Regions from separate parts of the Mus musculus genome. Here region 2 is linked to region 1. A link is a contact called in public promoter capture Hi-C data. All regions are on one chromosome and are shown on one strand. Each heading gives the region's core, a stretch centred on a gene start, on an enhancer-like site or on the middle of the called end of the contact. The rest is flanking DNA. Distances are from core to core; before and after follow the strand shown. Region 1 holds the start of Aopep (aminopeptidase O). Region 2 holds the start of Mterf3 (mitochondrial transcription termination factor 3).

What was found. Promoter capture Hi-C pulls out the DNA fragments that hold promoters and counts their contacts.
Region 2: a promoter capture Hi-C map of pre-B cells shows a contact between it and region 1, with 4 times the contacts expected there. The contact joins the promoter of Mterf3 here to the promoter of Aopep in region 1. A contact is called at or near these places in 2 of 39 promoter capture datasets (cranial neural crest and pre-B cells).

Annotation. Positions count from the first base shown.
Region 1 is chr13:62,962,845-62,966,784 of GRCm38.p6, forward strand. Aopep (aminopeptidase O) reads left to right here and starts at 2,049. Exons shown (of 16, transcript NM_001289926.1): 1 at 2,049-2,175.
Region 2 is chr13:66,931,132-66,935,071 of GRCm38.p6, forward strand. Mterf3 (mitochondrial transcription termination factor 3) reads right to left here and starts at 1,941. Exons shown (of 8, transcript NM_025547.4): 1 at 1,804-1,941. It overlaps Ptdss1 (phosphatidylserine synthase 1), which reads left to right and starts at 1,699. Exons shown (of 13, transcript NM_008959.3): 1 at 1,699-2,555. The coding sequence starts at 2,377.

The DNA of each region.
Region 1 (3,940 bases), core at 799-3,298:
AAATCGAAGTTTCCTTCCTATGAAGAAAAAATATTGGGTGCTGGGAGATAGTCAGTAGTCTGCACCATCCATTCCTTTATTAGATTTTGTCCAGCTGAGACACACAAAAAGTTCTTTTGATTTTTCAATCTTTTCCACACGATCTCAGTGGGTGCTAGGGAAAAATTCTGTGGCCTGATAGAATAGAAGGTAGCTTGCAGTTTCAGCTGGCCAGGAAAAAAAAAAGTTTAACAAAGTAGAGTTAGCCACTATTGTGTAAGATTTTGGAGATTTGGGAGGCTGGAGAGGTGGCTCAGAGATTAAGAGCCTGAGTTTGGTTACTAGCACACACATCTGGCAGTCCATATCTGCCTGTAACTCTAGCTCGGGGGGAGGGGGTGATCAGTGCCTCTGGTTTCCATGGATACTTGCACTCATGGGCATGGATCCCCACATATACATATTTTAACAATTTTTAAAATCTTTTAAAAAGGTTTGGGAGAGTTTGTGTGGACAGATATTTTTATAACCATTTCTTTTTAAGATTGGTAGGGTGTTACACACAGGCCAGCATTTTAGTGGCCAAAATGAACTAACGAGTAGTAGGGAAGGAGAGCCCCTCTCCTTAGCCTCCTCACATGCCTCTCCTCTTAGAATTGCAAGCCTGCTGAAGGCTTGGGGATGGTAACATAAGGAGTCCAAGAAGGAAAGAGTTACGGAAAGGGGAAACTGTGTGTGTGTGTGTGTGTGTGTGTGTGTGTGGTCCTACAGTGTTGGGTAACAGGAAGGCAAAGAAGTCAGGATTGAAAGATGGAACAAACCTGGTTCTCACTATAGAGTTCAACAAATCTATTCTAGCACTCACTTTCAGTAACTTTTTTTTTTGTCTAGACTTTTATCTAATCCTTCCCACCTGTCACATCAATTTCCAAATTACCTTTTATATGTATCCATTTTTCTCCATCACATCTCACCAGTCCCTTCTTTCTGTGTGCTTCATGCCCAGCACACACAGCAGCCTGCTCTGCGTTTCAAAACTAGTTCCTGTCACTCACTCTTCCCTGGCGACAGAATCCACGCTCCTTGCTTACAGTGGCCCAGAAATGTGCTGCAGGATGGGGCCTTTGGGCCTTGTTGGTTTCACCCTGTGTTCTTCAAGGGCGCCACAAGCTGCATGTACTAGGTGCTTCTGATCCTTCTAGCTGCTTTGCTCGCAGGTCTTTATAGCCTTCCCCTCTCTTCCCAGTTAAATGAGTCTCCTCAGAGGGTATTAGACCTCCTGTAGTGAAGTGGCTCTGACTTCCTTCCATTTTTCAGAGACTTACTTCCATATGTGTACCTCTAAGAACATCCATACGAGAATTAGCTGATGTGGTGCAGCTTAACTCAGTGGTTAAGAGCATTGGCTGCTGTTGCAGAAGACCTGGGTTTGGTGTACAGCACTCACGGGGTAGCTTACAACTATCTCTGCAGCTCCAGTTCCAAGGGGGTCCATTTGTACATTCGTGTACCTAGACATACATACAATTACACACCACCCCACATACTAAATGAATTTTTAAAAAGGGAATATTCTGTTGAACTATTCAGAACTTGCTTTCTCAACCAAAGATTGTCTCTACAAAGGCAAGCACAACTGGCCCACTTTTGTAGCCGCAGATACTGTAACTGTCTGTATGGCGCATAGTATGATCTTATTTAAGGCACTGTGCTGGGATGAATATGTAAAGTCCAATCATATGCTTCAGAAATGTGGAATGAAGAATAAACAGCGCACTCAGGAAGCAGAGGCAGGCTGATCTCTGAGTTCGAGGCCAGCCTGGTCTACATAGTAGGTTCCAGACCACTCAGAACTACACAGAGAGACCTGTCTCAAAGGCAAAAACGACACATTTGTATTTCAGTGAGGCGTGCGTGTAGTTCACGCGTCTGGAGTCTTGATACCGTGGCCACTAGCAGCCCTGCGCCTGCGCAGTAGCGGCCGAGGAACTGGCCTACAGGGGGTGGGAGGGGGAAGCGGCCGACCCTGGCGCGTGTTGATGACGCAATTAGTGTTTGCCTGGTAGCCCGTGGTAACCCGGAGTCTGCGGAAGTGTAGCTGCAGCAGCACCGCAGCTGAGACAGGTAACCTGCAGCTCCGGTGTCAAGCAGCCGCTCCGGGTTATGCGGACCCACGACCTCTGGTGGGGTGAGCAGGTAGGATCCGATCCGTCTTGCCCTGTGGTGAGCCAGTGGGATCCTGTTCGCCTCTTGTGAAGCGAGGCGGTGGGATCCTGTCTGACTTGTCTGGGGCGAGCCCTTGGGATGCTGTCACATAAATTGTAGCCGCAGTATTAGCGCTCAGCACTTGCGGCGACCGCTACCTGCAAAGGTGGTGCTCATGGTAGACGGAAACCACACCGGCCAGCGGAGCGGTGCTTAGAGCTGTTTTCAAAGGTGACAACTGGGCTCGTGTTGATGCTGAATTCAATTCTGATCCCTCGTGCTTTTGTTTTGTTTCCACGTGCAACTAGCGCATTCATTTCAGAAGGGTGTGTTGTGCTCCGTGTGATTTGAGAAGGCTGCTAGTGATTTCCTAGTTGGTAAAGATTAGGTTGTCCCGTATTGGGAGCTACAGAGAATAATATTGTTTACTGTCGACTTGTCTTTTAGACTCCAGGGATTGTGCCCTGCACTTACATTTCATTGTCTCCTTAGTTCATGCAGTATTGCAAGTTATGAACTATTATGTTTGCCTTACAGAGAAAATAACTGAGGCTCAGCTCCATCAAATTGACTGGGTGAAAAATTCCCAGTAACCAAAAGCAAAGGGCAAGTTTAAATTCAAGGTTATGCATGGCTTCAAGGTCTCTCTCTCTCCTCTCCTCTTCCTCCCCTTTAAAAATAACCACCATCAGTGGTCAAATTCCAGGCTTTTTACATTAGTCATATGTGATTCCATACGTTTATTCACCCATCTGACCATATGAATTGTGTGTGTAACACACACATGCACGTGTGCAATACGTGTACGCATGTGGAGACAAGGGATAACATCAACTGTGGTTTCATAGATGCTGGCCACCGTTTTTTGTTTATGTGTTTTTGAGACAGGTTCTCTCACTGGCCTAGAGCTTGCCAGGTAGATTGGTTTAGCCAGCAACTCTTGAAAATGCCCGCCTCTATCTCCCCAGCACTGGAATCACAGACCTGAAACTTTCCACTCAGGTTCTGGGGACCGAACTTGCGTCCTCGTGCTTACACAGCAGGTGGTTTTCAGCCTGAGATGCCGCCGAAGCAGCAGCAGCAGCTGCTTCTTCTTCTTCTTCTTCTTCTTCTTCTTCTTCTTCTTCTTCTTCTTCTTCTTCTTGATTCATTTATTTATTTTATGTATATGTGTACACCAGTGCTCTCTTCAGACACACCAGAAGAGGACACCAGATCCCATTACAGACGGTTGTGAGCCACGATGTGGTTGCTGGGAATTGAAACCAGGACCAGTGGAAGAGCAGTCGGTGGTCAGTGCTCTCAACCGCTGAGCCATCTCTCCAGCCCACTGAGCTGCCTCTTAAGCCCCTATTTTGATACTTTGTAAATATGTTGTAAATTCTCATATTCTTAAAGTTAAGACATCTGGAAACATGTCTTCTTCCTACAGGCACGCGCACGCGCGCGCGCGCGCACACACACACACACACACACAGAGAGAGAGAGAGAGAGAGAGAGAGAGAGAAGAGCGAAAGCACCCTTATCTTTAATTGTGACATACATGGAAAATGATGTTGCTTTGTAAGTACCTTCTATTCAGAGATCCAAGAAATGAGTGATTTTACGTTTGCCCCCCCCCCTTTTTTTCTAGTAATGTAAATATCAATAAATAAATTAAAGGCATCAAGTGGTTTTCTTGCCTTCTTTCTTCTGGTATGCAGTCACAAACATCACTTGGCCTGTGCTGAAATGTGATGACTTCCTCAGAACCTTT
Region 2 (3,940 bases), core at 691-3,190, 4.0 Mb after region 1:
TTGAACAAAATTGGTTTGGTAAAATTATGCTTGGAAAAAAAAAAAGTCTTTCAAACAAAAAGGGTCAAAATAGGGAGCAGCTGGGCCGGGAGTGAAGGCCTCCTAGAATTCTCCTCCTGAGACACAGATGTTGCACTGAAAGCTCAAGTCAAGCAGGAACAATGTAGTGAGACTGCCTAAAAGAAAAGAAAAAGAATAAAACCCAAACAAGTAACCAACTCCAAAACCAAAACAGCAGAAAGAACTGAGTACAATACCTAAATATTAATTAAAATAATCACTATAAAGGAGCGTGGAGTGGGGAGGTCATGCCTGTAATCCTAGCACTCAGAAGCCTGAGGCAAGATTGCTCAAAGTTCTACAAGTGTGACACGGCTCAAATAAATGAATAAATGGAAAGTGCTCAATAAATGTTAGCCAGCAGTATTCTCAACTAAACAGACAAAAAACCTGTAACTGTCAATTAACTCTTACTTATGCCGTTGTGTTCTGTTTCTCTAGCCAGAGGATTCAGATAGTTTTATGTCCTGAATAGGAAGAAACATTTGAGAGTTTAATCTCTTGTTATAGTTGGGGGATGCTTGCTAAGAATAATACAAGGGCAAATCTTTCCTTCTGAAGTGGTATAGGAAGGCGGTGTTGGCAATAACCTTGTGGAATAGGCAATTTTTGCTAAACTTTAGTTGGAAAGGGGCTTCCAAGCCTGCCAATTTTCCCCTCAAACTCCCTCTCATCTCCAAAATAGTTAAAGTAGGAACTAAGTTGTGCCACCTAGACAAGACCAAGCTTCGAGAGAAACTTCAGCACAGCCAGGCAGGTCCAATCTACAAGTGGGGGTCCTGACAGTCAAGACTGGATATGTCACTGTAGCCCACGATGATGGAGGTTCAGACACTATTCTCCACATGCTTTTACGTATGCTATTCTAGAAAAAAACACTGGTCCACTCTCAGCATCAAAGTACTTTTTATAATGTTGGGGATTACAATAAGGGCTCTAGGGTACTTACAAACCAGCTCCCAGAACCCCAATTTCATTCTAGAGTCTGTCCAGAATCAAATTCAATACCCTTTCCACATTTAGTAGACTCTGTTAAATTCTATTTGCATTCAAAGATCTGAGTGCTAAAGACTAATAATGTTCACCCTCCACTTTTACTTGCCAGTGCACTCCTTTTCACATAAATTTGCTGTCTCAGCAATGTCAATGATTGATAGTCTGTGCAGAAGGACAGCACAGTCCCGCCCCCTCTCGAGACCCACCTTCCCAGGGTCTTTTCAGCACCAAGCTAGAGGTTTGGAGGGTTCCAGTTTGTTGAGTGGAAGTGAGTCCAGGACAAATAAAGACACAAAGGACTCAGAAACGAGTAAAGATGTGCACTCGTGAATAACGCCTTACGGTATGTACATTAAGAGGGCAAAAGAAAAAAAAAAATCCTTAAAATCTCTCAAGTTCATTAGTAGGGTACGCCAGCTCTCAGCGGTTACCGGGCACTCTTGTTTTGTTGTTAGGAATAGGAACAAGAGCCGAAACAGGCTTTTCTAGGTTCAAAATCTTTACAACTAATCCCGAGCTCCGATGATGAAAGATGCACTTCGTAATAAAGGGCCTCTGGGCAGCGCAGCCGCAGTCCTTAGACTCTTTAACCAACCGGCTTTATCCGGGAAGGACTTCCGCAGGAAGCCGGGACATCCTCGGGGCCTTAGTCTGAAGCTGATGAACAAGCCCGGCGACGTTGCCACCACAAGGTTTAGGTACCGACCGATCGAGCCCGAACCTCCTCTCCGGGTCACCGATACCTACCAAGCCGCGAGGCTCCCGGACGCTGCTGGGTACAGGTAGGCCGGACAGTAATCCGGCCGGGCGGCGGTCTCGCGCTCCTGCTTCACAGCGACCGTGCAACCTACGCCGGGGATACGGTGCACCGTAGCTTCGCAAGCCGGCGATTCGCCACGCTAGGCCGGCACCGCCCCCCACGTGGGCTGCGCTGCGAATGGGCGAGACCATCTGCGGCGGCGCGGGAAGGGACGCCGCGGGGGACCGGGACAGAGCTGGCCTGGGGTTTGCAGGCCCTGGAGCTGGTCGCCGCGTTCCCAGGATCAGTCACTCCGCCGTAATGTGGGGAGGGTGAGAGCTCTACGATGTCGCCCTACTAGGCTGCTTCTTCAGGCTGCCTTCTCCCCCTGCTCCGGGACGCGGTGGTGGCGCCGCGACCCCGCCCTCGCGCGCGGGTCCTTCCCTGGGCTAGCACCCTTCTCAGGGTGCCAGACCCCGCCCCAGCGTCAGGCACCTTCGCTGCTGCGGTCCGTCGCTGCCGGGGTCCCAGCCTTCTAGGGCCGGGGCCTCCGGGGCCGCGGCAGGACGGGGAGAAGAACTATGGCGTCCTGCGTGGGGAGCAGGACTCTGAGCAAGGATGATGTGAACTACAGGATGCATTTCCGCATGATCAACGAGCAGCAAGTGGAGGACATCACCATAGACTTCTTCTACCGGCCGCACACCATCACCCTGCTCAGCTTCACCATCATCAGCCTCATGTACTTCGCCTTCACCAGGTAAGTCTGGCCTGGAGTCGCGCGGAGCGCCGGGGAGAGGAGGACAGAGACGACAGACCGAGAAGCAGTAGAGGGGAGGGTGGCCAGGTGTGGCTGGTGGTAAGGAAGTGAGTAGCTGTTCCACGCGTGCAAGCTCGGGGACACAAGGGCCACACAGCTCCTCTGCCTACCGCGTGGCTTACAGTCCTCTCCGCCTACTTTTCCACCTGCCACCCCTCATGTCCAAATCCCATCTTTCTCATTCACTACGTCGGACCACACCAGGAACTCATGCAGGTCACCTAGCTGGGTGATCCACACCCCTTGCTCTGTATCGTTCTCTGTCACTATCAGAAGGCTCTGATCTCTAACCACTCATCCGTGGTCTGTCTCCAGCAAATGGCATGAACCATTTCATGATTGAACCTCCTTCAACTCACACTACACACATAAAACACACACCATACACAGAAAAATCCTCTGGCATTCAGTATTACCAGGCACACACACAAATGTACATGTGAGGTGCACCACACTGTTTTTCCTTTTATATACATTTCCCAAAGTCATCTAATGTAACTCTTCTCCCAGTCTCAAACACCACCTCAATGCCACAGCATCAGCAGTCGCTGTTGACACACATCCCAGTGGATGCCTCCCATGAAGCACAAGCCAATACCCATCATTTCCAATGTACTGTACTCTATAGGCTACCGCTGACCACAAGGGGCACATCCTGCCCTCTCATGCATCTCTAAAATACTGGCTGAAAGGGGATAGTGGCAAGCAGTTGTGTATTATCTAGAGACTAGAGAATGCTAACCACACTAAACAAAACACATAAAATGCACACAACATAACATGGCTCTCTTATTCCCCTAAAAATATACACACATGTTCAGATCACTTCTAATAGCTGTGTATTTCGTACCTTACAAAGCTATTGTATCTGTGGCCCCTTGACCTCAGCCAAGGAGCTAATGGATCCTACAACATACACACCCCTATTTCTGTCTTATAATTTATATTATCTGAATTACATTTTTTAAAGAGAGGGGAGTCATACCCTATCCACCAAACCATTATGGCTTCCAAGAGTAACCAAGATTTCAAAACTGGCTGTGATTTTAGGGAAGTTATTTAACTTTGTTCTCAGTGTGAGGGTCCATGCCTATAAAATGAATAAAGAGTTTGTAATCACTTCAGGATTAGGAAGACTAAATGAGTGTGTGCACTGTTGAGTAGAATACCTGGTATATGGTGTCCTCAGTGTTTACCCTTCTTTTTGTTTGTGATAGGATTAGACTGTATAGCTTAAGCTACCCTTTAACCCTTACTCCTGCCTTAGCCCAGTGTTGTGAGTATAAGCTTGAACCACCACACCCAGCTTTTCCTGATATTTTTAT